7 separate regions of the Mus musculus genome follow, and all the other regions are linked to region 1. The links are chromatin contacts, called in public Hi-C, HiChIP or PLAC-seq and promoter capture Hi-C maps. All regions are on one chromosome and are shown on one strand. Each heading gives the region's core, a stretch centred on a gene start, on an enhancer-like site or on the middle of the called end of the contact. The rest is flanking DNA. Distances are from core to core; before and after follow the strand shown. Region 1 holds the start of Dusp1 (dual specificity phosphatase 1). Region 2 holds the start of Rab26 (RAB26, member RAS oncogene family). Region 3 holds the start of Fance (Fanconi anemia, complementation group E). Region 4 holds the start of Taf11 (TATA-box binding protein associated factor 11). Region 5 holds the start of Clcn7 (chloride channel, voltage-sensitive 7). Region 6 holds the start of Snrpc (U1 small nuclear ribonucleoprotein C). Region 7 holds the start of Ilrun (inflammation and lipid regulator with UBA-like and NBR1-like domains).

Region 1 (4,314 bases), core at 1,140-3,639:
GCAAATGTCTTGCGGTCAAGTCATTGTTGTGACTGCTTAGGAACTCAGTGGAACTCAGGAGGAGTTGGGGGGTGAGGGGGGTGTTAAATAAATAAGGACCAGCTCCCATGAGCCTCTCCCAGAGTTATTGCATTGCTCCTCCCACAGGAGGAGTGGCGACCCGGTGGCAAGTGAAACTCCACACCTCCCCTTGCCCTTCAGCAGCTTGGAGAGGTGGTGATGGGGCTTTTAAGGTAGTTCAGGGCACTGTTCGTGGGGTGGACGGGGATGGAAACAGGGAAGTTGAAGACTGTGGTAGTAGAGGTGCCCCGGTCAAGGACAGCCATGGCAGGGCTCCCAGCTTCAGCAGAGCAGTGAGGGGCTAGCACTTGGGACTCAAACTGCAGCAGCTGGCCCATGAAGCTGAAGTTCGGGGAGATGATACTCCGCCTCTGCTTCACAAACTCAAAGGCCTCGTCCAGCTTTACCCGGTTAGTCCTCATGAGGTAAGCAAGGCAGATGGTGGCTGACCGGGAGATGCCGGCCTGGCAATGAACAAACACTCTCCCTCCAGCATCCTTGATGGAGTCTGGAAAATAAAGTTATGGGTTACTCAAAAACTCAGAACAGCTGAGCCCAGATCAAGGATGGCTAAGAAATGTCTTGTGTCCTGTCCAGAAATGGCCAGGGTCTGCCTCTTGCAGTCATGCAGACCCTATGTGTATACTATGCAAAGGATAGCAGGGGATTTAAACCCGGACTGGGTATCTACACTTATAATCCTGGACAAGACAGTCAGTTCAACTGAGTCTCAGTGAGGAGGAAGGCTTGGGTGAGGATCATTTAAGCTGCCACCCAAAAGACTGGGCTCAGTGGCTACAGTAGGGACAGAAGCAGAGGTTCCAGATAGTTATTCCATTTACCTATGAAGTCAATAGCCTCGTTGAACCAGGAGCTGATGTCTGCCTTGTGGTTGTCCTCCACAGGGATGCTCTTGTACTGGTAGTGACCCTCAAAGTGGTTAGGACAATTGGCTGAGACGTTGATCAAGGCGGTGATGCCCAAGGCGTCAAGCATATCCTTCCGAGAAGCGTGATAGGCACTGCCCAGGTACAGGAAGGACAGGATCTCCACTGGGCCCCCCTGAAGTCAAAAAAACAGTCCAGCATTCGTCAAGCTCGTCCAGCGTGAGCACCAGTACCCATGCCCACAAAAACTCCCCGCTGAAAACGGGAGTTTCTGAAACTGGTGACCTCAGCACTGCTGTTGACATATTAAAATATTCGTAAAGAATCAAGCCCATTGGCCTGGACAGAGCCAACAAGCTCTTCCGTGCCAGCAACTGGGAGACTCAGCTCCATCCAATTGCTTCATGATGGACTAAAGATCCTCGTGTCCCCGCTAGTATAAATAAAGCTGCAGCCGCTTTCTATATCCTCCTGGCACAATCCTCCTAGACCTCTGCCAGCTCTGCCACCTCCCTGCCCTGCATGGACCCGGACTCCTACTAACCTGATCGTAGAGAGGGGTACTACAGGAGCTGCATCCGGATTCTGCACTGTCAGGCACACTAGTACTCAGGGGGAGGCTGAGCCCCGTGGGGGTGGACTGTTTGCTGCACAGCTCAGGGCAGGAAGCCGAAAACGCTTCATATCCTCCTGAGAATACAAAGGTACATATTTTCTCATTAGCACCACCGACACAGTACCTGGAGACAAGCCACTCACCCACCAGGGGCTGCGAGTTTACAAGGAAGGCTTAAGGAAGTCTTTGTTATGGGAGTGAAACAAAGCCACTGACAAGCCCCTGGAGACTGGACGCCGGCGCCCCCATACTCCAGGTGGGACGCCCCTTCCCTAGCTGATGGCATAAGTCCTGCCAGAGCTAGAGCGTACCTTGGAGAAAGAAGACTTGAGTGGAGCGCGCCTCTCGGCAGAGCGCGCCCGCGGCCAGGGCCAGGGTGCCGTCGCGCTTGGCGCCGTCCAGGGAGGCGCTGCGCTCGTCCAGCAGCACCACGGCGTGGTAGGCTCCGGCCAGCAGGCGGCCACGCAGTTCAGCGTTGGGCACGATATGCTCCAGGCCCATGGCGCCCTTGGCGCGGCGCCGCACGATGGTGCTGAAGCGCACGTTCACTGAGCCCGCGATGTGGCCGGCGTTGAAAGCGAAGAAGGAGCGACAATCCAACAACAGGCACTGCGCGGCGCCCTCTCGCAGCAGCGCGCGCAGCCCCCCGGCGTCCAGGATGCCCACCTCCATCACCATGGCCAGCCCCAGCGACCCCAGCGTGCCCGTTCTGCGGTTCTCCAGAAAAAGTCGGTCGATCTTGTGCGGTGTCCTGTGGCCCTAAGTCCCCAAGTGCTCGCTGCTCCTAATCTGGCTTCACCGCGCTTTCCTCCCGCCAGTCCTTCACTGCGCGCTCGTCCGACGGAGCGCGGTTTTATGTAGCCTCTCGGGGGCGGTCCCGGGCGCGGCACAGAAGCGGGGGGTGGGGTGGGGGTGGGGGAGAACGGTTTGTTTGTTTGAATGGCAGACACGTGACCGGGCGGTGACGTCACCCGCCCTACCGAGCTTGGCGCCGCCAAAGCCAAAAGCAAAGACGTCATCGGCCTAGGAGCCTCTCGGCTCTGAGCGCTGGCTCGCAGCCCGGCCCCCACCCTCCTGTCCTCTGGGCTCGCAGGCAGGACGGCGCGCTGCCAGCCCGGGTGGCCAGGACGCGCGGCCTGAGGACACCTGCCCTGCTCCCCTCCGCGGGTCTCCGCCGAACGAGCGGGGCCACTCCTGGTATCACGTTCTCAGCTGGCCCGGCTCTGGCTGCTGGAGTGGTGGGCGTGGCGAGCTGAGCGGGAAAGGGGAGTGGGTAGTGAGAGATGACTAATTCGGTCTATAGCCCTCTGGCTATACCGAGGACAAATGGCGAGAGTTGAGACGTCCTTCTTGAATGTCACTTTAAAAGTTTTACGCTGAACAAGGGAATGCTTCCAGTTAGTTCCCACCCCCCACCCCGGAGTGTTATCTTTACCGCGGTGGTCCCTAGAGGACTTACTTGGAGCAAAGGGAGGAGGGTTGCAAGATCTTTGGAGCCCAGGTTTAACATTGGGGTTGGGGGGGTGGGGTGGGGGAGACTTGGGTAGAGCTCCACAGCGCCGCCTAGGGACGGCCCAGAACATTGTCGTCGCGTGGCATCAAGAGGATGCTGCTAGCCGCTGCTCCTCTGTCCCCCAACACAACTTTCTTTTGTTTTGTTTTGTTTGTTTCAGAGAGGATCTTGCTGTGTAGCTCTGGCTAGTCTTGAACTCATAGAGATCCTCCTGTCCCTGACTTACTAAGGATTAAAGGCATCTGCCCTCGTGCCTTTCATCTCCACTGAACAGAAGCTGAGCACACCAAGGACTCAGGGCCAAGAGCCTTGAATCCGCCACTCTGTGGGACAAACTGTACTCATCACACCTGGGAAGACCGAAATGGTGTGTGTGTGTGTGTCCTTCCACAAAACTCCATGACTACAGGGTAGGCAGTGAGTCCGCCGCAACACCACGGAGTTGGATACACAAACATAAACATTGCACCACTCTGAAGGGGTGCCGAGTCAGGAACATTCTGCGGTTTCTTCCTCTTTGCAAGGGGAGGTGTCTTACTACCATGTGTCTTTGCCCAGCAACGTCCGCTTTGGCCTCTCTTAGCTCTTGCGCTCTGCCTAGATTCTTCTGTAAATTCAGAATACGTTATTTTTAAAGGGCGTTTTTACATTCCTTTGAGCATTGATCCTAAAAGAACAGCAAAGAAATCTTCAGATAACACCACCCTCCCTACATCTCAGAAGAGCGACAGAAAGAAAAAAATTATTTGTTTATTCTACTTATTCAGCTGAGGACCTCAACATATTTTTTGCATTGAATCATAAAATGTTACAGCTGCTGCCTTTTCAAACTGCATACCAACTTCAAATTTTCCTTTTATTTTTGTTTTTGCAAGGCCATTCATTATACCCTTCTCTACCCAAACTTTTCAAAAAGACCTTTTTATATGAGTACAGTGGCATGGTTGGGCACTGAAGTCAGAGGTCTGCTGGTCGCTGTGGAGTTCTGCCCTCTTCCCTTCCTAGAAGGAGCCTAAAGAGCTGGAACTGCTGCCAGTTGACTGTTGGGGAGCCAGCCATCCTCTTCCCGGATGAGCCTGCAAGGTAGTTTCAGTACAGCTGGTACCATGCGTGACTCGGTGGCATTCCCTTGTGAAGCAGAAGGGGCAGAACACCCAGACCTTTCCCCTCCCGTGAGTCACCCACTCTCAGTTTTTCCCTTCCCAACACAATGATGCTTGGATCACATGGGCCATGTG
Region 2 (4,314 bases), core at 800-3,299, 2.0 Mb before region 1:
CTCCAGAAATGGGCCTTCCTCCCAACCCCCTGCTAACTGGGTCAAATTAAAGGGTGAGAAAAAATGCAAATTCAGGATTTGCCAAGAACACACCAACACCTCAGCACATGAGATTCAGACTGGGTGGGGGTGGGGATGGGCTTTAACACTAGCACTCGAGACCCTGCCTGGGATCCTAAGGAGGTCTCCATATGCAAATGCAGGGATCTCCTGAGTGAACAGGCCTTAGGTTTTCTCTCGCTGTCACTATCCTGGAGCACAGCATCAACCCCTGGGATGAGAAAACGGCTTCCGCTGAATGCAGGCACTACCCTGGGTATTAGGAGGCTTCCCAGGACCCCCGGACTCTCAGGGGTGGGTGGCAGATGCTTTGGTAGCTAAGCTCCACCCCCTGGGCCTATGGACATGTCAGGAGATTGAGAATCCACAGCCAAGGGTACTAGGAGGACTATGTATAGGAACCATAGCACAGTGGGACCCAGTCAGAGCTCGGGACACCGGCCTCTACTCTCACCCGGAAGTCGATGCCCACAGTGGAGATGAAGGTACCAGCCAGGAAAGCCCCATCCTTGAAGCGCACAAGCAGGCAGGTCTTCCCCACACCGGAATCCCCCACCAGCATGACCTAGAACAGGCAGGAGGATCAGAGGATTCAGGCTTGGAGCCGAGGGCCTTGCCCACCTAGAGATGCTTCTGATCTGCCTTGAGCTGTGGGGGAGGCAGGAGAGGAAATGAGTATCCCAGGCCTGTAGGTTCAGCAGTGTGGACCCCAATAGCATGGATGCCCAGCTTCTCTCTCCCCCTCCCCACCCTCACCCCCGTTCACCCCCTATCACCTCTCCCTCCAACAATGCTGCCTCAGTCACAGAGAGTGAGGACAGCTGTCCCCATCCAGGACCTTACCTACCCCTCCTCCATGGACAACATGCTTGATCTGGGAGGGCAGCATTTGGGGCCTATGGGGAGCAGAGCCATGGGAGTGCAGCTGGAAGCTCCTAAGAGACCTTTGGGGACTCAGTATTGGGGGCCTCTTCGAATTCCAGCAAAGACACAAATCTCAGCAGCAAGGTTCGGAAGAGGTGTGACAGCTTTTGAAGTGAAGAGGGGGTAGGGATATCTGTGGGCCTGAGGGCCAGACCAGTGAAGTCTTTCCCACCCACATGATCCCTCAGGCCAATGTTTCAGGACCCAGTGATGGCCCTGCCTTCGGAGGTCAATTCACCTAGGCTTCAATTTTGTTCTGGTCTAGGGTGGCCTTGTTCTCTTCTCTCCCAGAAAAAGGACACTTACAGCCCCTTGGGGGGGTGAGGGAAGGCAGCATATGGATGGGAAATGATGAGACAGGAGCACCGGTAGGGGCCATAGATCCCAGAGGGACAGCTTCAAAACTCTGATCTTGCTTGGCCTTGCAGTAGATGGAGTGGGGGTAGGGCCCTGCCAGCTGTTGAATACCCCAGACCCTAGTCTAATAGTTGTGTTTGTGTGTGTGAGAGAGTGTACGCGCGCGCTCGTGCACGCACGTAGGGTCGCGTGACAATGTAAGGTACTGCCGTGCCATCTGCAAGGTGCTGTGCCAATTCAGCGCCGAGGGTCTGCAAGGCCCTGCACTCTTCCCCAGCGGCAGTCTAGGATCCAACGCCACCTGCTGCATTCCCATGGCGGGGAGGTGCCTGGCTCACCTTGAAAGCAACATCGTAGAAGTCTCCAGTGCTACCAAGTGAGGGCCGGATGGACTGCGGGGGCCCATTGGGCGGTGCCTCTGGGCCAGGGCGCACAGTCCTCGGATGTGCCAGACGTGGCCCATTGGTGGCGGCGGCGGCGGCGGGCAGCGTAGAGGTAGCCGGCTCACTCCCCCCCTTGCTCTTGGGGGTCTTCTTCCTGGACATGGTTCTCAGTGTGCTCCTGCTGCTACCGCTGTGTCCCGGGTTGTCCCACGCCCCGTGCCCGCCAAGACCGACTCGGACCCGAACCCGTCCCGCAGCGGCAGCGGCGGCGGCAGTAGCAGCAGCATCTCCAGCACTCAGTGCCTGCCCCGCCCCCGCGTCCCCACAGGCGGCGCAGCCATTCAGGCCCAGCCTCCCGCCACCACTGCCAATGGTCGCTCTGAGGCGGAGCCATGCAAATAAGTCTGTCGCTCCAGGGGCGGGGTCAAGAGGTCCCAAGAAGGCCTTAGGTGTGCATCCCAGGAGCATGCTCCAAGTGCACTGTGCTCAAAGGGCTCCAGTTGTCCAGTGAAGGAAGCACCAGGATCCTGTGTCCTCTCTTTGCCCCAGTCTTCAATGTCCCAGGTCAGTAACCTAGCTCAATAGACTAGTCCATGGACCTGGGACTACGATGTGTTCTGAGATGAGGATGCTGGGGCAGATGGCTTGCATGAATAGGCAGCCTGAGATTCAGGGTTTTTGTTTTTGTTTTTCTATCAGAGATACCAGCCATCTGACTACTTGTCCTCAATGCTATTCCCTCCAGGATAGGCAAATTTAAGAAGCTCCAACACTCATGCTTCACAAACAATCCCTGCTGCACCGAGCACTCTGGGCTCAGCTGATCAGAGGCATAACGGGCACGCTGTTCTTCCTCACGTATTTTTTTTTTTTAAGATTTATTTATTTGTTATGTGTACGTACACTGCAGCTGTCTTCAGATACTCCAGAAGAGATCGTCAGATTTTGTTAGGGATGGTTGTGAGCTACCATGTGGTTGCTGGGATTTGAACTCAGGACCTTCATAAGAGCAGTCGGTGCTCTTAACCACTGAGCCATCTCTCCAGCCCCATCTTCCTCACATATTTTGCCACCTGGGTTGAAGTACGGATATCTAAAGTGAGAAAGAAGTAGTTATCACAGCCAGCCAGCATCAGGCCTTCAGAGATAACCAAGGCATAGGTTAGGGTTAGGATTAGGGTTAGAGGTCTGCCCTGACAGCCTAGAAGATTGGAGGTCCCTTCCTAGAATTGACTGGCCCATGGTCTTTCCATCCTAGGTTCTCATCCAAGAGAGGTCTGTGTTGATTTTCTAAACCCCAAACTGGTTCAGGACCTGGTATACCCTTCTCCTGATTCTGACCCTGCTGCTTTACCTATGCTGACTGGAGGATTTCTGTCCAAAGCCCCTCACCTAAGACACTCCAGTCAGGAGAAAGAAAGTCAGAGTTAAGGACAGTGGATGCTGGAGGGTGGTGCCTTTGAGACCCAGTATTTCTTGGTGTTCCTCTGGAATGGCCTAGCTGTTCTCCAAGATGTGATCATTGTCACCAAAACTCTGCGTTTCTTGACGGCCTTCTAAACTTTCTCAGTTGGCAGAGAGCAGAGCATGAAGAACTCCCTACCTCTGTGGCTCAAAGCCTCCTCCTATCTCTTTCAGGCCAATTTCCAGATCTGTATACATCCTGACCCAGAGTGGGGGTACTGGGCTCTCACTTTTGCATTCCCTGAGGACTTCAGTATCCCGTCCTCACAAGGCCAACCTCAGCATGATTGGCCCAGGATCTCAGCTGAGAACCTCAACAGCCTGTGCCTATCGCCCTAGGAAGTAGACCATGTAACCTCCTTCCAGCTACTGCCTAGAATCCGTCCAGTACAGGGCATACACATAGAGTTCAAGTTTGGACGTTCTAGGCAGGAGCTGCAAGGAGGAGATTCAGGTTGAGGGCAGTGAAAACAGTGCAGGCATCTAGAAGGAGAGAGAGGGAACAGGCAAGCCAGAGAAAGTGGGAGGAGAGCAGAGGAGGGGCGCCTCTGACAGCAGAGGAGACAGACTTGCTTTTAAAAGGAGGAACATTTACATAAAATCCAGGTCTCTGCTTTCTCCCGAGAAGCCTCAGGCCCCACACTTCTGCTCCTCTTTGATCACTATATCTCAAGGCTCCTCTGCTCCCATCCGTTTCTCACTCTGGAATGGGAGCTTTTCTGGGAGCAGGAAGCAGCTTGTCTCGGTCACAGCCATATCCCTGGCAGCCAGCTCCTGGCCTCAGTAAGCAGCTACTAAATTGGCAAAAGAAATACAAGTTAGAAATTCGGCCCTCAGATGGGCATGGTGACGCATGCCTTTAATCCTTGTGCTCCTGAAGCCCGGGGAGACAGATCTTAGTGGGTTAAAGGTGAGTGAGCCTGGTCTACATAGCAAGTTCCAGGCCTATCAGGACTACACAGTAAGACCCTGTCTCAAAAGTATTAGTTAATTAAAATTAAAAGAGTCAGGCGTGGTGGAGGGCATGCCTCTAATCTCAGCCATTGGGAAGCAGAGACAAGCAAATCTCTGGGAGGCCAGCCTGGTCCACATAGTGAGTTCCAGGACAGCCGGAACTACATAGTGA
Region 3 (4,314 bases), core at 1,314-3,813, 1.8 Mb after region 1:
CATCTAGGAAGGGATCTGATGCCCTCTTCTGGCCTTCAGATGTATATACAGTAGAGCACTCATGCATTAAAAAACTAAAAAAAAAAAAAAAGCACTGGCTGCTCTTCCAGAGGTCCTGAGTTCCAATTTCCAGCAACCACATGGTGACGGTGACTCACAACCATCTGTAATGGGATCTGATCGTCTGAAGACAGCTACAGTGTACTCATAGACATAAAATAAATAAATATTAAGAAAGAAAGAGGGGCTGGCGAGATGGCTCAGCGGGTAAGAGCACTGACTGCTCTTCTGAGTTCAAATCCCAGCAACCACATGGTGGCTCACAACCATGGTAATGAGATCTGACGCCCTCTTCTGGTGTGTCTGAAGACAGCTACAGTGTATTTATGTATAATAATAAATAAATCTAAAACAAAAGGAAGGAAGGAAGGAAGGAAGGAAGGAAGGAAGGAAGAAAGGAAGGAGAGGGGAGGGGAGAGGAGGGGAGGAGAGGGGAGGGGAGGGAAGGAAAGGGACCTGCTGGGTGAGAAATTTTAGTGGTGACTGGTAATCCCTTGGGGCTTTGCTTCAAACCCTCCACCTCCTCCCCTGTGAGCTGAAGTTTCCCAGCCTGGGGTGGGGGAGGAGGAGGATGCGTGGGTGTCGGGATGAGGAGAGGACCACAGTGAAGAAAGGCTCTTTACAAGTCTTTGATATTTTTTTTAAACTTTACTGTTTTGTAGAAGGATTTTGGTAGAAAAAAACAATAAGCTATAACTGAGCTGTCCCATGCTGTCTGAAGACTGTTCGTTTTTAGGCCCTGTCCCCAGGGACCATCTGCTTTCCTTGACTTCTGGGGGACTGCACTGTACATTCCTCAGGGGGTGAGGATATTGTCCTGGACTTCTCTGAATGTGGAAACCTAAACCAGGTTTAGAACTCTGCCCCACTTCTACCCAGATGACTCAAATGCGAAGCCTTAGGCAGTGAGGTCCTGGTTGAGGCTTGGGGGAGGTCCCAGCTGTACTTCTTAGGGCCCACATCTGCCACAGTTCCTCTGTGGAACACCGAGAAAGGAGGTTACTAGAAGAAGGCATTTTCTTTTTCTTTCTTTCTTCCTTCCTTTCTTTTTTTCTTTCTTTCTTTTTTTTCTTTTTTTTTTTTTTGTCTTTTTGCCTTTTCTCCCACTTTGTGAAGCAGTAAAGACCTCACCTTTTCCAACTAATTCTTTTGAAATAAATAGTTTGGCTTAGATCAAAATCAGCTCAAAAATGCTGCCATGGGTTCCCATGATAGAGTAGAAAGCCAATGTCCTCTGTGTGACCTCAAGCCTGGTAGCCTCTCTGATCTCCTCTTCAGCCACCCTGCAGCTCCAGGGCCGTTGCCCTGTTTCTTCTCTTCCTGTAGCAACCTCCCTACAGACTCCCTGACCTGGACCTTATTGGGTTCATTTTGCCTGGTCATCCTATTATAAGGCATCTCAATTTATCTCCTTTTTTTTTTTTTTCTTCCTGAAAGTAACTGTCACGGTCAAAATATTTGATAATTTGTGGCTGGGGAGATGTCTTATCAGTTAAGAGGCCATATTGCTGTCTCACAGAGGACTAAGGTTCAGAACACATACATACTATATACACATAGAGATATTTCCCAGCTACACATACACATACGCCCCATACACATGAGTAAAAATAGAAATGTAAAAGGATAGGAACTAGAGAGATGGCTTAGTGGTTAAGAGTGCTAATTGTATTCGTAAAGACTGGGGTTTCTCAGCATGCGCGTGCAGTCTTAACTGCCTATAACTCAAGTTTCAAAGATTTTGATTTTCTCTTCTGACCTTCCAGGTCTCCTGCACACATTTGGCCCACATACATATATATACACACAGGCACACACACACACACACACACACACACACACAGAAAAGGCAAAATGGAAACAGAGTTGGAGGGATGATGGCTCAGCGGTTAAGAGTATTAGCTGCTCTTGCAGAGGACCCCACATGTAAATTTACAGCCGCTAACTCCAGTCCCAGGACATCCCACGCCCTCTTCTGGCCTCCGCGGGCACTAGACATAGTGCATTTACATATATACAAGCAAATCACCCATACGCATAAAATAATTTTTGCTTTTTTTTTTTTTCTCGAGACAGGGTTTCTCTGTATAGCCCTGGCTGTCCTGGAACTCACTCTGTAGACCAGGCTGGCCTCGAACTCAGAAATCCGCCTGCCTCTGCCTCCCGAGTGCTGGGATTAAAGGCGTGCGCCACCACGCCCGGCATAAAATAATTTTTGAAAAGAAACATTTTAAAAAGACGTGGAGAAGGACTAAGATTAGGCAGCAGTATAGTACAGCCGCTCCATCAAGCGCGGATCAGATTGGCTCCAGACGCAGGAACCGGCCCCGCCCCTTCGCGGGCTTCTCGTACTATGCAGGGAGTTAAGTTGCTTCCTGATGCCCTCGCTCCGTCCCCGCTCCGCCCCTCTCCTGGACGCTCTCTTACAGGTCTGGTTAGTTGATGGTCCCGCCCCCTCCCGATGATCACGTCCCTTCCGGCCCCGCCCCGATCGCTAGATCCCGCCCCTTCAGGCTCTACAGGGTGCTCCGGCTTTCCTTGGCTTCGGGAGCTTTGCGCGGCTGGAGTGGCGCTCCGATCCCGCGTGTCCTAGCCGCCGCCCCGCGTCCGCTCTGCGCTGGCGACGCCGGGGTCGGACTCCGTAGCCTCGGCCGGAGCGGCGCCCTGGGCGAGCCTGGAGGCCCCTGCCCGCCTCCTGCTTCAGGCGCTACAGGCAGGGCCTGAGGGTGCGCGGCGCGGGCTAGGGGTTCTGCGCGCCCTCGGCCGCCGCGCGGAGCACTTCCCTTGGGATGGCTTCCTGGAGGCGCTGGGCCACTTAGAGCCCGAGGTGCGGGGCCCCGACGGCCGCCTAGAGCTGTGAGTCCCCGCCCGTGGCCCCCGCCGCCTCCCCCCTGCTTATTTGTGTAGTTGAGGCAGGGTTCCATCTAGCCTAAGTTAGCCTGGAACTCCGGCAGCCATGTCCTCGGTGACAGGATTACAAGTGCGCGTGCCAGCACTGGGCTGAGACACGCATTTTGTCAGGCAGAATTCTAAGTGCAGACTGAGTTTGTTTGCTTTGCTTCCATCTCCAGTTGCTGAGCTGCTGGTGCATGGCTTTAACTCCAGCATTTGGAGGCAGAGGCGAGCATATGTCTCTTGAGTTCCAGGGCAACAGAGTGAGACTCTGTCCTAAGAAGAATAAAAGGCGGGGTGTGGTGGTGCACGCTGGTAATAGCACTACCCAGTAGGCAGAGGCATGAGGATCTTTAAGTTCAAGACCACCCAGGACAACATAGACTCTGCCAAAACACAAATAATGTATCTCTAATACAGATGTTCTTGTCAAGTGGACACCTGTGTTAAAAATACAGGTCATGCCGGGCGTGGGGGCACATGCCTTTAATCGCAGCGCTCGGGAGGCAGAGGGAGGCGGATTTCTGAGTTCCAGGACAGCCAGGGCTATACAGAGAAACCCTGTCTCGAAAAACAAAAATACAGGTCATACAGTGTAGGGTCTGGTTTCAGCGGTCAGGAAGCTGAGACAGGAGGATTGCTTCAAGTTGGAAACCAAGACTGCACAGGCCAAGAAAACTAGAGACTGACAGATCTCTTGTGAGTTTGAGGCCAGCATGGTATACAGAGCGAGTTCCAGGATAGCGAGGGCTACACAGAGAAACCCTATCACAATAAAGGATATATATATATATATATATATATATATATATATATATATATATGTGTGTGTGTGTGTGTGTGTGTGTGTATGTATATATGTATATATGTATGTATGTATGTATATGTATATATACACATATATATCTCCTATATTTTCTATATATATTTCTCTATATTATATATATTTCCTATATTTCCAATATATATTTCTCTATTATCCTCACATGACAGGCACCTTGGTGTGATAATGGCCCTGACACAGGGGGAGGCTTGAAGACATGGTCACTTGGTTCAGGTCACACTGGCTACCTCAGTAGAATCCTAGAGAGCTAAAGTCATGGGACCCTGGGAAGCTCTGGAGGCCAGGGTTGAGAGAGGATATGCCAGCTGTTTGCAGCAGCCGGCCCCTTAGGAGCAGTAAAGGGTGGGATTAAGGGTTGTTATGGGGTTCTTTCTTTCTGCTTCCTGGCTCACTTGCTCTGTGAAGCCCTTTCTGATGCAGGGATCTAAGAACAGGGCCCGTGCATGTCAGGGGTCCCTGACCCCTCCATCCTCAGCGACCCCTGCTTGTTTTGTTTTGGAGACAGAGTCTCATTGTTT
Region 4 (4,314 bases), core at 687-3,186, 1.4 Mb after region 1:
TCCATTTCCCAGCCTAGCCATGATCATACAGAGGTCCTGCATCTGTTTACACATTACGAGGAAAATGCCAAGGATCCAAACAGCCACTCTCCCTCGGGCCCACCCTTCTGACCTCACTCCATAGATGTCAGTACAGTCCCTTCCATGTGTGTCTTGGGAGCTCCACACTGAACAGAGCTCTGTTCTTCTGATCCTTTCTCTACTGGATCACGAGATCTTTCCCAATACTAGAATACAAATTTTATTTATTTTATTTTTTTAAATAATTTGAGACAGAGTTTCTATACATAGCCCTGGCTATCCTTGAACTCTCTCTGTAGTAGTCCAGGCTGCCTTGTACTCAAGAGGTCCACCTGCCTCTGCCTCCAGAATGCTAGGCTTAAAGCTGTGCACCACCATGCCCAGTTCGGAAGCTTTTTTTTTTTTCCTTTTGTAATTTAAGACAAAGTCTCATTTTGGATTTTCAGCTTGTGGAAATTATAGACTTGTACCATTATATTGAGTTTAAACTAAAAACTGCAGAAAGCTCAGAGGTTAAGAGCATTGGCTGTTCTTGCAGAGTATCTAGGTTCCATTTACCAACACCCACATTTCAGCTCGCAGTCATTAGCAACTCTAGTTTCAGGGGATCTAATGCCTTCTTCTGACTTTTACAGGGAATGTGCCAGGCACATTACACGGCAAACAAAAATACACAGGCAAAACATTCATATAAAAAATATTCTTAAAAACCCACAATTTTTCAGTTACTACGGACATTCATGTGTGTGGGTTTGTAAGTGGACAACTTTGTGCAGATAGTCCGCTTCTACCTTAACGTGGGTTCTGGGGATCAAGCACCCTGACCTGCTGAACAATTTCGCCTGCCCTAAGCTAAAAACGTCTTCAAGATGTTTACTATTTACATTTCTCCTCACATAAACACTTAACCGTTTTATTCACAAGAGTGATCCAAACTCTGTCCTAGCCAACTTACTATAAAATCGTAATACATCAAAACTCATTAATGAGATTTAATGGTTCCTTTAAAATGAAAGGTATGTCGGGAAGTGGTGGCACATGCCTTTGATACTAACACTTGGAAGTCAGAGGCAAGGGGATCTCTGAATTCGAAGCCAGTGTGGTCTATAGAACCTGAGTTCCAGGTTAGCCAGGGCTACCCTGTCTCGAAGGAGGAGGAGGAAGAAGAGGAAGAAGGGGAAGAAGAGAAGGAGAAGGAGGAGGAGAAAGAAGAAGGAGGAGGAGGAGAAGAAAGAAAGAGAGGGAGAGAGAGAAAGAGAGAAAGGAAGGAAGGAATTCATATTTAAACTCATACAGAAATATGGAGAGGGGGAGAGAAGGCATTATCTATCTGACAGCCTTTCTAACTTACTTTCCACTATTGATCTACGCGTGTTTCTAACCTTTGTGCTTCAGATTTTCAAATTTATTTGTCCTTAACCATTTTCTCCTCGTCTTTTATCTTCTTGTCTCCTCCACCTTCCTCCTCAGCCTTCCCCCAAAAGGAGCTGGAGTACAAGCAGGCCTGAATAGGGCTCTAACAGCACCTACACCTTCCCGTTCCCTCTCCTGCCCCTCAAGGTTGCAGACTCACAAACAGTCGTGGGGGAATTCTAGTTCCCTGGCTTTGGAAGAAAGCAGTCAGGAGCGCACCCGGGTAGTCCTGCAGCGTTATCCACCAACTTCCACCTACCTCGCTTTCCTCCGCCGCGGCTTCTTTCAAGTCCGCGTCTCCATCCCTGTCGGTTTCCTCCGGGATTCCCTCAGTGTCGGCTGCCACCAAAGCCCCAGGAGTAGCCCTCGTCTCCTCTGACTCCCCTGGCTCCCCGCCTTTGTCTGTGGGCGACTCCCCGAGGTTGTCCATCGCGAGAGCAGGGGGTCAGAGGCGATGGCAGCACCGCCGGGAGAAGGAGCTGTGGAGCGGAGCTGGAGCTGAGGGCTCGTCGTCGCGCCGCGATGACGTCACGCCCACGGATCCTGGGAGGGGTCACTTCCAGAAGCGCGTTGGTTGCCCAGGGGATTCATATAAACGGAATTTGTTTTAATGTGAAAGAAATGTAGAAGTCTAGATCCTCCGCTTCAGGGCAGAAGCGTTTTTGAAAGAGCGTAATTCGTTTCCCGAGAGACTTCTTTTTCCTTCTTTTTCTTCTCCTTCCTGGGAATGTAATGCCAATTAACCCTTCTTTAACTTTACTCCTTCAGCCCAAAGTCGGGGAACAGGGAGAGAACTCGGTCCCGCTGCTTGTTGTTGCCGTGGACTGAGCAGCTTCCGGCAGCGACCTAACCTCGGATTTCCCAAAGAACTAAGACCACCGGCTTGTGTCCACCAGGGAAGTTTCCCTTCTGTTTCGCAAGCATCTCTAACGCCAACAGAAAGTATCCAATGGTTTCATTTAACACTTCAAATATTGGCCACCTGCCTCGCGTCAGAACAGGCTAGTGTTGTGAGGGAAAAACAGAAAAAAAAAAAAAAGTCATCCTTTCCCAATTACATTTCCCTCCTTAGTCCACCAATATTAAAAATTGGAAATGGTTCCCCAAATCTGACTTTTAAAATGTCTCTCATGACAACTAAGAGAAAGAAGGTCTCTTCTGACTTTTTCTGAAGAGTTAGTAGGATGGAGTGCGAGGATAGTGTCTGTTAAGAGTTCTTACATTTTTTTTTCATGTGTATGGGTGTTTTGCATGTAAGTCTGAGCTCCACATGCGTTCGTGGTACCCTGGGAGGCCAGCAAAAGGTGTTACATCCGCTGGAGCTGGAGTTACAGACTGCTGTGAGGCGCCACAAGTGATGGGAATCAAACCTAGATTCTCTGGCAGAGCAACCAGTGCTCTTAACAGGGAACCACCTCTCCAGCCACCCCCGTACTCCCTCCCCCCCCCCCACCTTTTTTTTTCTGGAGAGAGGGTCTCACTATGTAGCCTTGGCTAGCCCGTAACTTGCTTTGTAGATCAGGCTGACCTTAAACTCACAGCGATGCAGCCAGCGGCTTCTGCTTCTCGACTGCTGGGACAAATGGCAGTTGCCACAATGCCAGTCTAACTGCAGAAGTAAAACTCTCAGGTCTTCCCTCCAGGAGGCACCAGAGGGAGGGATTTTTCAAGTCTGGTTCTAGATCTCCGCGCCTATCCCGTATTGAATCTATGCGTTTTGAATGGAGTTGAAAACAGAGGTACGCGTTACCCCCTTTTCTTTTGTTTCTACGGTGCCAGGAACAATGACCGCATTTCCAGTGCCATGAGGTCCCAAACCTTTGGGAAGGCGAGCAGTTCGGGAAGCTCCTGCAGGCGTGCCGCCTCCGATCTCCGCCACCTGGCGAATGGGCGGGTCCGCTAGGCGTAGACCGCGCCTGCGCCAGGCTCGGCTCCGCACACCGAGGCTCCCCTCCGCCAAGCGGGCTCACCTGCACGGCGGCGCCGAGCCCCGCCCACTAGGTGGGCAAGGGGGCGGGGCGCGGGGGCGCGGTGACGCGTGACGCCGGATCCCGGAAGTGACGCGCCGCCAGGGAGTGGGGGAGGCCGAGGAGGCGGGGGGAGAGGGGGTGGCGTCCCCGGCCGGTTTGAGGGGTGCGTTGCCCGGAGACGGAAAGTTTCGGAGCCGGAGCAGGCTCTGCAAGGCTCCGGGTTGAGGTCCGAGGGGTGGCGGTCCTGGGGATGGGGAAGGAGCAGGAGCTGCTGGAGGCGGCCCGCACCGGGCACCTCCCGGCCGTGGAGAAGCTGCTGTCCGGGAAGCGGCTCTCCTCCGGCTTCGGCGGCGGCGGCGGCGGCTCAGGCAGCGGCGGCGGCTCCGGGGGCGGCGGCCTCGGTTCTTCTAGCCACCCGCTCTCCAGTCTGCTGAGGTGAGTGCGCGCGCCGGGGCTCGCAGCCTGGACTGCGAGGGCTCCCCCGAGAGGTCACGGTTCCTGGGGCGCGCGCGGCGCAGGCCGGGCTCTCGTGTCTGGCGTCGCCGCTGCGGAGAATGGGGGGAGTGCCCAGGTGGCAGCCCGCGCCGCATGGCACAGCTCGGCGTCACCCTCGCCCGCCGTGAGGTGCCAGCTGTCGCTTCTCACAAAAGCCGCTTCAGAGCAGACCGAATTCGCGGAATCCCTCTCACATCCTGCAGGGACTCCCACGCCGTGCAGAGCCTCGCGACTCCCCTAGAGCACATTCTCGGCTTCCTTCCCCAACGAGCTTAGAACGTTCCACCGGGCTGTGCGGAACCCGGCTTTTGTTTGTTTTTAAAATTGCTTCTGCATTGATCACGCACGAGGTGTTCAGACTTTGAGCCCCTCTTGCGCCTGAAGCTCAGTTTGTCGTTGTCACTTTGGCTGGGTT
Region 5 (4,314 bases), core at 475-2,974, 1.4 Mb before region 1:
ACCCCAGCCCTCTCTGATATTTCTCTGTTAAATGTAGCTTTCACATTATATACCTATTTCCTTCATTAAGTGGACACTTTCTTCCTTGCTTCCTTCTACCATCCTCTGTAATGCAACTGCCATGACACTGCTCAGAAGTAAACTTTGTAACATCGTTCTTTCTCTGTAGAGTGCCACCCATGATTACAGTCACTCTCGGGTCCCTGAAGTTGTAGTATCAAATCCCAATCCTTGCCCCTACATAATTCAGGATACATCTAAGAACAACTTTGTTGATGTAACACCGATACTAAGGCAAACTTAATCTTCCTAAAATACTATTGCCTAAAGCAACCTGCGGCTAGTTAATGCCACGCCCATGTGCTGTCCTAGTCTCCTCCTCGGAGGAACCCCAGTCTTTCCTAATTTGGCACTTCAGGGTGCCACGGTCCACCCAAGTCGGTTATGGGGGTCTCTGGAATGAGGGTCCTCAAAGCTAGGTGGGTAAGGATTCGGTGGTGACAAACAGAAACAAACACAGAGGCAGTTTGAATCTGAGTGCATTTTGCAGCTCTCAAGCAGGGGATTTTATACATTAAAAAACCAAACATTACATCTCTTAGAAACTATATCCAGTGAAACAATCACAAATACCAACAAAAATCATTTGGCACAGTAAAGCACAAAAATCATCCAAGCATTACAACTCTGAAACTATGCATTCAGTGAATCACAAACAGTACAGGTAACATCATTATTAATATAAATCATCAAAATATAACAATTCTAAAAGGATGTATTCAGTGGGGGCTGTTGTCCAAGTCTAGTGGCTTATTTCTAGGAGCAGGTTAATAAATCTTTAATGGTCAGTGCTCTTAACCACTGAACTAACTCTCTAGCCCCATGGTCAATTACTATTTAACATCTAGTATCTGGGTTTTTTCTTTTTCTTTTTTAACAAATCTTCAATATGTAAATTCAAACTATTTTAATTCTTTCTAATTAAGGCTTTCTTTACCATACACCAAAATCCACCTCCGATGACACACGTGCAGCCATATGAAATTTTATTGTTGGGAAAGTTTTTATCTATCGTAATAGTTTTGTAAATGATTTAGAAAGTAAGGCATTGTTTTCCCGGGGGATAAGGTCATGTTAGTGGCCCCCATCTCTAGGGTTGGTTTCTTACCCATTATTCTTGCTTAAGATCTTGGCCTAGGCTACCAGGAACATGTAAATAAGAAAAGGAATAAGAGAAAACAAAACATTGCCATAAGAACTACCACTCAATATTTTTTTCTCCGGCGAAGAGTTCCACACCGGTTCCAGGAGGCCTACCCCTTTTGAGGTCAATAGCCTCAGTTTGTGGAACTTGTCATACAGATCCTACTGGAAGTGGTGTGGCATCAGGGTCTCAATCCCTTTCCCGGAATTGCAGCAGTTTGGCTGCCCTTTGAGCACAGGAAACACATGAAGCCAACTTAGTTGAGAGGGACGATTCCAGAACTTTTACAGGTAGTTTATTTTTTTTTTTTCCATATCATCTCTTGGAGGACTAGGCGTGCATCTCGGGCTGGTTCTTCTCTGGAGTTTGGGTCACTGCCTTCAGTGAAGACACTAATTGCTAGGGATTTTGAGTTCTAGGTTTCTACCCTGGGCTGCAACGACCAGTGAACCACAATTCCCAGGAGACTCCGCGCTCCCGGATCTTGCCGGCCTCCGTCGTCAGTCACGTGGGCACCGATGATAGATCACGTGAGACCTGGGCGCGGGTCACGGGAATGCTGCCGGTCTGCCGGCTGTTCTTGTTGAGTTTGGTCCTCAGTGGGCCATGGCCAACGTCTCTAAGAAAGTGTCTTGGTCCGGCCGAGATCGCGATGATGAGGAGGGGGCGCCACTGCTTCGAAGGACAGGGCAGCCTGACGAGGAGACGCCGCTGCTGAACGGAGCTGGGCCGGGCGCGCGCCAGGTGAGGCCCGCGGGCCGGAGATGCAGCCGCCGGGATCGCTGCGCCGGTCCTCAGTGTGCTGGCGGGGCCCAGAGGGAGGCCACGGTGCTCTCCTCTGTTATTTTTTTGAATCCTGGAAGACTTTTATTTTTGATAGCCTCGCACTCATAAACCTCTTCTTTCTTTCTCTTTGAACCCCTTCTTCCCATCTCGTTCCTCAGTGGCTACACCATCAGAGAAAATGATACCCTCTCCTCCAGGAACCGTTGTCGCTGACTTTTCAGCAAGAGATCCCAAGACTTTAACGTTGCTTTTGTTTTTTAATTTTACTTTTCGTGGTGAGGGTCAAGCCAGGGTTTACACATACAAGGCAATCATAACGACCTCAGCTCTGCACCCATAGCCCTTGACGTTTCAAGATAAGGTCTCACAGTGAGACCACCAATGAATTCATAATCCTGTCTCATTTTCCCAAGAACTTGGAAGGCCTGGACTACACGCTTGGTAGTTTTCAATTTAAATGGCAGAATTGTGCTTTCGGTGAAAGTGCCTGTCTCCTTTCTCACAGGAGTAATTCCAGACGTTTGGGACACAATTGCAGTGTCAAGCATCCCCACTCATTTTCTCTTACTACCTAGTTGAACTTGGAATGTGCAGCCAGACATGATAAGCAACAAGTCAGAGGCCAGAGTGTGCTCAGCACTGCGAACAGTTTGTGCCTTCAAATGCCTAGCGTTTAAGACCGGGACAGGCTTGTTTACTTGTGTGCTTTTGCTTCTTTTGCCTGTGTGCATCGTGTTAATTTTGAGTCAGTTACTTATATCAATTCCTTGATGTTAGTCTGTTTTATAACTGTCCTTTACCCTTCCTCCTCCTGATGTTAGAGGTGTCTTAACAAACACTCCTGCTGTTTTAAAGGCTAAGAAGAGCACAAGATAGGGCTACCGCATCAAAACTTACATTTAGGCTTTCTTTGCTAGACCCTTGAAGGTGCAGTGGACAGTGAAAGTCAAAGTCAGCTCCTTGTTGCTGGGAAGCAGCTCAGGCCCTTTTGAAGGACGTGTGCTTGTGACTCCGGTCTGCAGTAGTGATCAGAAATAAGTAAGGTGGTAGAGCTGTGTCTGCCTCCCTAGGGTGTTTCTGGGTGGTGTGATTTGTTATCCCTGTTGTAAAGAAAGTAACCTTTGGGGAAGGGGGCTATTGCTGCTCTTGGAGAAGACTCAAGTTCAGGTCCTAGCACCCAGGTCCAGTGGCTCAACCACTTATAACTGTAGTTTCAGGTGATCTGACCACCTTTTCCTCTCCTGGCCTCCACTAGAGAGGCCTCCACCACACACACACACACACACACACACACACACACACACACACACACGTGTCTCTCTCCAAAAAGAAAGTAACTTTATGTTGGCAACTGGTTTTTAAGAGAGGGAAGAATTTGGAAACTGACAGAGTTGAGTTTGGGCTGAATACATGTGGGTTGTTTTGTTTTTATTTATTTTTGCTTTTCTTTGCAAATAGACAGAGTAAAGAAAGAGTTGATCTTTCCCCCTAAATACCACTATAGCTTTTTTTTTTTTTTTTTTTTTTTTAGACAGGGTTTCTCTGTGTAGCTCAGGCTGTCCTGGAAGCTCAGGCTGTCCTGGAACTCACTCTGTAGACCAGGCTGGCCTCGAACTCAGAAATTCACCTACCTCTGCCTCCCAAGTGCTGGGATTAAAGGTGTGCGCCACCACGCCCGGCTACCACTATAGCTTTTAAATCTGCAGATAATACAATTGATTGGTTGCTGTTAAACAACTTAAAAAATAATTGAGCACCTGCCCCATTGTGGGTTCCCAGGTCTGTGTGCAGGTCACTGAGGTGCATAGGACAGCTTTCTTCCCTCTGGGAACAGGCCCCAACACCTTTCTGGGTCTGTGTGACGAGCCCTGTAGGAATATGTGCAATGAGCACTTTTGTGCCAAGTCCTTAGACAAGAAGAGCAACAGAACAGAGAGAATATATGTGTGGGATGTGGTCCGGGGGGTAGGAGCCTTTTTCAGGCACAAGAGTTGACTTGGGTGTGACTAGGCCTAGGAGAGGCTTGCAAGAAACTGGGGACTCCAGTGCTAAGGAATCCTTATCTGCTTAGGCAGGTCGAATAGGCACTGGCTACAGCTTGGGAACCCTCTGTGCTGAGCTGAGCACTGGACCAGCCAGAATTTCCGGCAGGATCTGAGGCCAGCTGGTGCCAGTTTTCTCATCTGTAAAAAGTTAATGAATGTATAATACTGAGCAAGCCTGTTAGAAAACAGGTTCTCAGTAGATGCTAGTCATTAACGACGGGTCTGGAGACAGAGTGCTTGCCTAGCATCAGTGAAACCCTGGGCTCAGCCTCCAACACC
Region 6 (4,314 bases), core at 802-3,301, 1.3 Mb after region 1:
CTTTAATCTGGGCTACACCTTTTCATCTGGGATTAAGGGTGTGGTGGAACACAACTTTAATCTGGGCTACACCTTCTGCTGGAGACAATATAAGGACATTGGAAGAAGGGAGTTGAGCTCTTGCTCCTTTGCCTGCTTGCTGCGTGAGACTGAGTAACTGCTAGATCCTTGGACTTCCATTCACAGCTGCGACTGAACCATTGTTGGGAATTGGGCTGCCGACTGTAAGTCATCAATAAATTCCTTTACTATCTAGAGACTGTCCATAAGTTCTGTGACTCTAGAGAACCCTGACTAATACAGCCACCACGCCCGGCTTTAATTTATTTTTTGAGACAGGGTTTGTCTGTGTATTCCTGATTGTTCTGGACCTCACTCTGTACATCAGCCTGACCTCAATCAGAGATCTGCCTGCCTCTGCCTCCTGAGTGCTACGATTAACCACCCCGCCAAAGGTCTAGGTTATTTAAGGAACTAATAAGGACCAAAGTTATCTGAAGGTGACAATGAAAATCACTGCTTTCAAGTGATATCACATTTGAATTGAATTTTGCAAACCAGCCTAGGGATAGTAACTTTTCTGACTCTCTCTCTCTCTCTCTCTCTCTCTCTCTCCCTGCCCCCCCAAGTGTGTGTGTGTGTGTGTGTGTGTGTGTGAGAGAGAGAGAGAGAGAGAGAGACAGCAGTATGACTCCTCCCTCCTCTCTCATTCTTTGGAGTTCAAGTTAAAAGGCAATCCACTTTGTTTGAGAGAACAGACTCTAAGTTTGACCTGTTAGTTGGCAATGTACTGCTAACAACGTCTATAGAATCACTACCATTTATGGTGGCCTAAGTGCATAGACCTTTCGCTAAATGCCCTATGAGCTTTACATTTAAATTTTTTTTATATTTTGTTTTATTTTAGACAAGGTTTCCCTGTGTAGCCCTGGCTGTCCTGGAACTCACTCTGTAGACCAGGCTGGCCTTGAACTCAGAAATCTGCCTGCCTCTGCCTCCCAAGTGCTGGGATTAAAGGCGTGCGCCACCACTGCCCGGCTTAAATTCATTTTTGTATTATTGTATGTATATGGGTGTTTAGTTTGTAAGTGCACCATGTATGTGCCTAGTGCTGGGAGTGGATTAAAAAAGATCCATCAGACACCCTGAGACTTGAGCTGCAGACAGGTGGGAGTCACCACGGGGGAGTGTTGGTGATCGAACTTAGATTGTTCCAAGAGCAACAAATGCTTAATCGCTACACCAATTCTCCAGCTACTTTCCAGCATTTTTACATTTGATTCTTCCTTAAACTGCACAAGTTATTACCTTTACTTTTCAGATAAGGAAACTGAAGCTCAGAGAGAGTAAATTGCACAGCTAGGAAGGAAGCAGGGAGACAGGGTTTAAAACTTGAGACCCGCCCCACTCACCCAGGAGTGTGTCCCTACAATTCACGTCTGTCTTAATTGCTCAAATACAATGATCAATTTCTCAGTGATCGTCTTCTACATTTTCTTTGTCTTCCTTGATGTTCAGCTGCGCTCTTCCCCGCTTCATTTCCCCAGCATAGGACTTTGATCCCTCAGCCACTGATCGATTTCAGCTTACTGCTAATCAGGTCTTGGAGAATGAGAACTTTTACCTGATTTGGTTCTGCCTTTTTCACTTCTCATTTACAGAAGAGCTGGGTACATACTAGAGCAGTGGTCGTGACACCTTTTGCGGGTCGAACAACCCGTTCACAGGTTTCTCCTAAGACCATCAGAAAACACCGATAATTTGCATTACTAGTCATACGAGTGGCAAAATTACAGTTATGAAATAGCGACAAGAATAATTTCTGGTTGGGGGGGTCACCACAATTTGAGAAGCTGGATTAATGATTCGCAGCGTAGGAACTGCTGACTCAGGGTTTTGGAACCTTTTGTTGATAGTACTAAATTACGCACTTCCTAGACGGAGTAACTAATCCTGAATAAGTGAGCGCGGATTGAACCTCAGAGGCACCCACAGCATCCGTAGGGCAGAGGCCGGAAGCGGAAGTCCTACCCCTCCTGTCTGCATCCTTTGCTCGCGTCGGCGCAGCCTGTGTGCGTCAGTTCCTGGCGGCGGGGATCGGGGTAGCCAACGGCTTGTGGAGCATCATGCCCAAGTGAGTGTGGCCCTGGGAGCAAGCGGACTTGCGGTGGTCAGTTGGGTCCTGGTGAAGGTGCAGGGCGGCGGCCTCGGGTTCTGGACGTTCCGAGGGGAAGGCGAGCCCCTCCGAGGGATGGCGGGTGGAGACCCAGGCTCTCCGGCCATCCTGGCAGAGTGGGCGCGGACCCTCGCTCAGAAGCCTCGCATTCTGTCAGGACGCTTTGTTTGACTTACAATCCGAGGAAGTTGGGTTTTGGGTCTGTTTGTTTGGACAGCTGTTAATTGCTGACGTTTTCTTTTGTCATTTCAGGTTTTATTGTGACTACTGTGATACGTATCTTACCCACGATTCTGTAAGTGGCGGGTCTTTTTTATAATCCTAAAACGCCTTGTATGCAAAATTCTTTTTCTTTAGGTCCAGGTGTGTGCATTACAGTCTCCTGGAAATTTTATGACAACCTTTCTTAGAAAGTAATTAGGAAGCGGGTGTTTTTTCCCACCCTTTTTGTGAGGTCTTTGCAATTTGAAGGTATTTGCAGAATGATAAAACTTTAAGCAAGCTTGAAGATGGAAAGCATTTGCGTATACAGAAACTGCATGTACCTGTAATGTCAATACTTGAGAGGCTGAGCCAGGAAGATGGCAAATTCCAGGTCAGTTAAGGATACATATTGAGACCTTGTCAAAATAACTCGCCCCACCCTCCAAAAAAAGCCCAACAAAACAAAAAACAAACAAACCAGGAGTGTGTTCCTACAAACTTGCAGATTTGATTATGTCACATTATTCAAATGCCTGGTTAAAATGGAAAGAAATGTCTTAGTGTACAGCTCCATTCTCAGCTCCTGTGAGAACCTCATTAACTATTGATCATCAGGAGGAATAACTGAGATATGTGATTAGTGTTGCCCCGTGTGTAGCAGCCACAAGGCCCAGCAACAAAGTTAGGGCCTGGCGCCTGTCTTCCTAGTACACTGAGATGGAGCATTGCTGTGAGTTTAAGGCTATGGTGGGAGACCCTACCTCAAAAAAAAGCAAATCAAAACAACCTTTAGCAACAACAAAATTTGGTTTTTATGGTTTTAATAGTTTTAAATAATCTATTTATCTGCCCCCCCCCCCCCCAATCTCCTGAGGAAACAAGACAGATCTTCTGGAATAATTTGTAAACCAGGCTGACTTCGAACTCACAGAGAGCTGCTTGCTTTCTGCCTTCTGAGTGCACGGAGTAAAGTTATGTGCCACCACTTCCTTGGCTTATTTATTTTTGGAAAGGGTTTCATTATGTAGCCCTGGGTGGCCTAGAACTTATGTAGAACAGGCTGTCCTGCTGCCTCCATGCCTGGGATTCAAGGCCTGCATCACTCCGACCAGCCTATAGTACTGTATTCTCCTAATAGTGTGGCTTAAATATATTTAAGCTGCTGTTTTCCCATGAGAAACATGAGGACGCTGGGCGTGGTGGCGCACGCCTTTAATCCCAGCACTTGGGAGGCAGAGGCAGACGGATTTCTGAGTTCGAGGCCAGCCTGGTCTACAAAGTGAGTTCCAGGACAGCCAGGGCTATACAGAGAAACCCTGTCTCGAAAAACCAAAAAAAAAAAAAAAAAAAGAGAAACATGAGGACATTGAAATAGTACCAGGATTCAGATCAGCCATACGCATGCTTTTTCTTAAAGTAGCAAACTGTTTTAGATTTGTAAATATGGAGTCTTTATAATACTAAAAAGTCTTTATAATACTAAAAGTCATTGTAGACAGAAGCCATAGACAGTAAATAAATGAAGCTGCCAGGCAGATGTATAACCCAGTTGGTAGAGCACATGCCTAAACTACAGAAGCTCTGAGTTCTGTTCCTGGTACTGAGTAGTGAGGGAGGCCAAGAGGCAAGGATCTATGTGTCTGCCAGTGCTCAAAAGCAAATGTTTGATGGGTAGGCCCCAGTATGCTGGCCTCTGGGATAGTTTGTAAGTCCAGGAAAGATGTGTACTGAAGGCAGTGTATAAAAGGTATTTCAGTGTCTTAGCTAGGCTTCCCACCCAGAGGCAAAGCGGGAAACCTTTTTAGTTTGGTGATTTTTTTTCTCTGTGTTGGCCATGACCTTTCTGTTTTCCAGCCATCTGTGAGGAAGACACACTGCAGTGGTCGGAAACACAAAGAGAATGTGAAAGACTATTATCAGAAATGGATGGAAGA
Region 7 (4,314 bases), core at 830-3,329, 1.3 Mb after region 1:
CCTGCATCCATCCACAACCTACCAGTCATAGGCTGTGCTCAGGATTTTTCTTTTTCTTTTTTTTTTTTTTAAACAGGCTCTCAATATACCCTGGCTGGCCTGGAACTTGCTATGTAGACCAGCCTGGCCTCAACTCACTTAGATGTGCCAGCTTCAGTCTCCAGACTGCAAGGACTAAAGGTGTGCCCAAATGAAACCCATCTAGTTGGTGCTCAGAAAAGTAGCTCCATTCCCTGCATCAGATCACCTGGACCCAATATACAAGCCCAGGAGCTGGAGAGACACTCAACAGCATGTCTGAGTTCCATCTCTAGCACCCAGTACTAGCACCCCACAGCCCACATGTACCCGATGCCTCAGGCCTCCAAAAGAACCTGTACACATGCACATACTCACAATTAGGAAATAATAAAAATAAACGAAGACACAAACAGAACTCACAAGTACTTGTTTAACTCTAAAAGGCTGTGCCTCAATGCCTCCCAGTTTACCAGACACTAAAATATCAGCCCCATTCTTGTCATTTTTTTTTTAAGACCAATAGTGAAAACACTTCACCTCTGGTTCTCATCACAGATAAGCATCTTTGGAGTGGGGTGGGGGAGCACTAGGCAGGAGTAGGATAAAAATCTAAGCTTACAACCTCTTTTCAGACATTGCTCGAGGCACTGGGTGGACATGGAAATAATGGGAGTTTGTTCAAGGGATGCCAAGAGAAACAAGATTCCACACGTCAGGGCACTGAACGCTCAACACGGGGCAAAGGGCATGCACCCCCTTGCTTTTTGCTCAAATCCCGATTAGTTGCTTCACCTGAGAGCCTTTCAAAGGCCGTCTAATGGTCTCCAGTCTAATGGTTAAATTCCCGAGTGAACTTAACAATCCCTACTTGGAGACCAAGAGAAAGTATTCTTGCTTATCAAAAACAGCAAGTGCTGCTCTAAGAACCAAGACACACGTCGGTGCCTGGAGACAGCTCCACTTCAGCCTGTACAACCCAACTACAAGCCAGAACCCCTGGCCCCCAACCTATACATTTCTCAGTTTTCTGTCAACTAAGCCCATCCAATCAGTAAGCTCGTCAAAGTTCCCAAGGCCAAGCCTCTGCCCAGCACGCCAGTGTCTTCACAAAGTTCCTGCCTCCAAGATCAGCTTCCCTCCACTTTCTGAAGACTTTTCCCAGTCCTCGTCGCAGGCCTGGCGCTCCGGCGCCTCCATTAGATGTCACTTCTCCCTGGCACAACTCTTCCTTTCTCACCATACTCAGTTGATTATAATTTGTGTTCCCTCCGCCGCAAAAGTCGTTTTCGCCCTTATCTCCTCAAAGAGACACAAGATCTATTCTCAGCTCCGAGACCTCTCCCGCGCCCAGAGTTCGACCTCAGCACCTAACACACTCCCTCGAGTTTCCACACCGTTCTGTCATCCTCAGCTCCTACACTTCGCACCTATTTAAAAGGAAAACACTTCGCAACTCTCGTTTCCTGTGCTTTCTACTCCCAGAACACACGCTTTTCGCCCCAGATCGACTCCCCTGGCTTCCACCTCACCACTTCTCCCCTCTTCCCATGTTCTTCGGGCTCTGACTCCCTGCCACCTCCCGGCCTGGGCCCTGCCCTGCCCGGGAGTACTCCACGAGCGGGCTCCGGTGTTTTTGCCCTCGGGGCCGCGAGGCCGCTGCCAGCAGGATTGGCTCCGCGTGGGGCGGACTCACCAGTTGGTCATGTCCAGGAAGAAGGCGCAGCCGGCCGGGTTGAGCTGGAAGCCGAGTAGCCGCTGGAACTCGGAGATGAGCACGTCCTTGTCTGTGGTGCCCAGGCAGCTGAACTTCTGCATGAGCTCCGGATCCAAGTCCACGTCCATGCCCTCCATGGCGGGGGGCCCGGACGCACAGCTTCCACCGCCCCGACCTGCTTCTCCACGGGCGGCCGCCGCGCCCGGGCCCGAGCCCACGAAGGGCGGCCCGCTGCTGGCCGGCGCCGCGCGCACTGCTCCGAGACAGGCCCCAGGCCTCTCACCGCCTCATGGGCTGCGCGCGCCGCGCCGAGCCGCGCCGCACCGCACCGCTCGCTCCTCTCTCGCTGGCTCTGGGGCTCGCGCTCCCCCCCCTCCCACCCCCCCCAGCGCCCGCCTCCGCCGCCGCCGCTGCTGCCGCCGCGGTTCGCAGCACCGCCGCCTCCGCCTCCTCCCGGGCCGCGCCCAACGCGCACGCGCGGGGCCGCTCGGACCCCGCCCCTTCCTCTCCCGAAAGCCCGCCTTCAGTGACGTCATAACTCGGTGACGTCTCTCGCGTGACCTCACCGCGACAGAGCGGAGGGGGCAGGAAACGGGAAGCCGGAAAGAGCGGATACTGGGCGGGTCTCTGTCCTCGCCTGAGTCCCCACACTGCGTGGGAGGAGTCACGAGTCTGAGAGGTGCTTCGGAGACGAGCGACCCCACCCATGCTCAGGCTGGGAACCCGAAGTCGCCACAGGAACAGAGGCTGGGACTGGGGCAAAGGGCAAAGGGCAGCACAGAGCGGACTCTTGCTGCTCCGCTCTCAGGGGACTTAGTATTCAAACAGACATTTTCCCAAGGTCGCGGCGGTGCACGCTTAGTCTCTGGATTCTGACCTGAGTTTCTCATGACTGCCTATGTTACTATGCAACCTTAGCATTACGTTTCCAGAAAATAAAGGCAGCCTAATGCAAGCACCAGTTACAGGTCAGAGGAACCGATCCTCTGCAAAGAAAGGTCAATACCCTAGAATTTAGCAAATCTTGTTCTGTCTCTAAAATCCACGACCAAAAAAATGACTGTAGACAGTATCCAGTGTATCTACTAATGTGAGGCTCCATTTGAAGCTGAAGGATTAAGAAGCTCAGCTGTGGAGAGACTCATCTGCCCGTTCTGTCACCAAGTATTTTCTCAGTGTCACCTGTTAGATATGACTAGGTACAGGGATGGGGGTGGGTAAGAAACTGGGCAACTGGGGACTTGGCTTAAGCTGTTTCCCCGAAGGTATGAAGACCTGGGTTCCTGAGAGCAGAGATACTTCGCTCTTGCATATAAGGCCTGGCTGACAGCCAAGGGTGGCGGCACTGGGGAGGCAGGCAAATTTCTGTGTGTTTGATGCCAGCCAGAGATACTCTAGACCCTGCCTTTAAAAAATAAACCACCCCAGCACTCAAGAGGCAGAGGCGGGCTTTCTTCCTGGAGTTGCCTTTGATCTCATCCTCCTACCCCTACTTGCTGGGATAACTACTGTCACAACTACTTCTGAAAAGAGACTCAACTGAAGTCAGTGGGCCTGGGAGGAGGCTCAAAATCGCCTGGTGATTGTTATCATATCCAAATTTCAGAGCAGAACCTTGAGCAAATGCAGTTATTGCTGATAGTTTGCTCAACAGTTCAACCTGATTAAAGATTGACAAAATATGTTTACGGATGTGTTTGAATTGTGTCTATCTCATGAACAGCAGCTGTGAGATCATGAGGACCAGAGCTCAGGGTTATCAGTGTGACAGTTTGTGTATTCCTACCGTTGGCAGTGCTTCAGACACTCTCTTCTCCTTAGTCATGGTTTCTTAGGACATAAACTACCAGGTTAGCTTCATATCACATGCCTGTAATCCCCACATGAGGAGGCCGAGGATCAGGATGGAAGGCCACCCTTAACTGCTTAGTGAGGTCAAAGTGAGCCTTGGCTACAAAAAAGCCAAAAGACAGCCTCATATGGTGACACACCTGTGATCTCAGCACTTGGGAGGCAAAGGCTGGAGAATAAGGAATTGAGGCCAGCCTCCACCAGCCCTGGTGACTCGAGACTGTCTCAAACAAAACAAATCATAAGAGCCAGACAGGGTGGCTTCCATCAGTAATCCCAGACAGGGTAGATTCCGTCATCTGTAATCCCAGTACTGGGAATCGATATAGGGGACTGAGGTCGGGGCATTGCTATCTGTTCAAGGCCAATCTGGCTTCAGAATGAGTTTGAAGACAGTTTGAATAGCATAAGACTTTATCTCAATAAAGAAAGCAAAAGCTGAGCAAACTCAAGCTCCAGGATTAGAGAGAGACCCTGCCTCAGAGGAGTGGGAGGTGACATGAGAGAGAACGGCAGTCACCAGGTCTGGCCTCACACCCTGGCTAGATGTGGGCAGGGTTCAAGTGTGAACTGTTGAGGACACTTTTGGGAGCTGGTTTTCTCCTTCCACTGTGGAATCTGAGGCTCAGGCCTCGTACAGCAAATGCTTTTACACTGAGCCATCTCACTAGCCCAGGAAACTAATTTTTAAATGGGAAAGAGAGAAGATGTGAAAGGATAAATTAGGA

The links. A called contact is a pair of places that touch in the nucleus more often than the background predicts. HiChIP or PLAC-seq counts read pairs in DNA pulled down with a chosen protein or histone mark. Capture Hi-C pulls out chosen DNA fragments and counts their contacts.
Region 2: an HNF4G HiChIP or PLAC-seq map of pancreatic cancer cells shows a contact between it and region 1. The contact joins the promoter of Rab26 here to the promoter of Dusp1 in region 1.
Region 3: a Hi-C map of B cells shows a contact between it and region 1, with 6 read pairs. The contact joins the promoter of Fance here to the promoter of Dusp1 in region 1. A contact is called at or near these places in 1 of 39 promoter capture datasets (erythroid cells), 1 of 484 Hi-C or Micro-C datasets (B cells) and 1 of 9 other capture datasets (liver).
Region 4: a promoter capture Hi-C map of liver shows a contact between it and region 1, with 2.0 times the contacts expected there. The contact joins the promoter of Taf11 here to the promoter of Dusp1 in region 1. A contact is called at or near these places in 1 of 39 promoter capture datasets (pre-B cells) and 1 of 9 other capture datasets (liver).
Region 5: an HNF4G HiChIP or PLAC-seq map of pancreatic cancer cells shows a contact between it and region 1. The contact joins the promoter of Clcn7 here to the promoter of Dusp1 in region 1. A contact is called at or near these places in 1 of 39 promoter capture datasets (liver) and 1 of 115 datasets of contacts at active chromatin or transcription factors (pancreatic cancer cells).
Region 6: a FOXA1 HiChIP or PLAC-seq map of pancreatic cancer cells shows a contact between it and region 1. The contact joins the promoter of Snrpc here to the promoter of Dusp1 in region 1. A contact is called at or near these places in 2 of 39 promoter capture datasets (hippocampal neurons and pre-B cells) and 1 of 115 datasets of contacts at active chromatin or transcription factors (pancreatic cancer cells).
Region 7: an H3K27ac HiChIP or PLAC-seq map of microglia shows a contact between it and region 1, with 5 times the contacts expected there. The contact joins the promoter of Ilrun here to the promoter of Dusp1 in region 1. A contact is called at or near these places in 2 of 39 promoter capture datasets (HPC-7-derived erythroid cells and pre-B cells), 2 of 484 Hi-C or Micro-C datasets (B cells and CD4 T cells) and 2 of 115 datasets of contacts at active chromatin or transcription factors (large pre-B cells and microglia).

The regions. Positions count from the first base shown.
Region 1 is chr17:26,506,083-26,510,396 of GRCm38.p6, forward strand. Dusp1 (dual specificity phosphatase 1) reads right to left here and starts at 2,390. Exons shown (of 4, transcript NM_013642.3): 1 at 1,875-2,390; 2 at 1,492-1,637; 3 at 903-1,122; 4 at 1-568. The coding sequence starts at 2,241. The coding sequence ends at 198.
Region 2 is chr17:24,531,698-24,536,011 of GRCm38.p6, forward strand. Rab26 (RAB26, member RAS oncogene family) reads right to left here and starts at 2,050. Exons shown (of 9, transcript NM_177375.1): 1 at 1,680-2,050; 2 at 515-625. The coding sequence starts at 1,886. It overlaps Gm33508 (predicted gene, 33508), which reads left to right and starts at 2,198. Exons shown (of 3, transcript NR_169077.1): 1 at 2,198-2,288.
Region 3 is chr17:28,310,967-28,315,280 of GRCm38.p6, forward strand. It overlaps Fance (Fanconi anemia, complementation group E), which reads left to right and starts at 2,564. Exons shown (of 10, transcript NM_001163819.1): 1 at 2,564-2,916. The coding sequence starts at 2,678.
Region 4 is chr17:27,905,808-27,910,121 of GRCm38.p6, forward strand. Taf11 (TATA-box binding protein associated factor 11) reads right to left here and starts at 1,937. Exons shown (of 5, transcript NM_001379368.1): 1 at 1,694-1,937. The coding sequence starts at 1,864. Anks1 (ankyrin repeat and SAM domain containing 1) reads left to right here and starts at 3,499. Exons shown (of 25, transcript NM_181413.4): 1 at 3,499-3,839. The coding sequence starts at 3,655.
Region 5 is chr17:25,131,667-25,135,980 of GRCm38.p6, forward strand. Clcn7 (chloride channel, voltage-sensitive 7) reads left to right here and starts at 1,725. Exons shown (of 25, transcript NM_011930.4): 1 at 1,725-1,948. The coding sequence starts at 1,811.
Region 6 is chr17:27,838,036-27,842,349 of GRCm38.p6, forward strand. Snrpc (U1 small nuclear ribonucleoprotein C) reads left to right here and starts at 2,052. Exons shown (of 6, transcript NM_011432.2): 1 at 2,052-2,134; 2 at 2,429-2,471; 3 at 4,235-4,314. The coding sequence starts at 2,127.
Region 7 is chr17:27,818,463-27,822,776 of GRCm38.p6, forward strand. Ilrun (inflammation and lipid regulator with UBA-like and NBR1-like domains) reads right to left here and starts at 2,080. Exons shown (of 5, transcript NM_001033279.3): 1 at 1,715-2,080. The coding sequence starts at 1,872.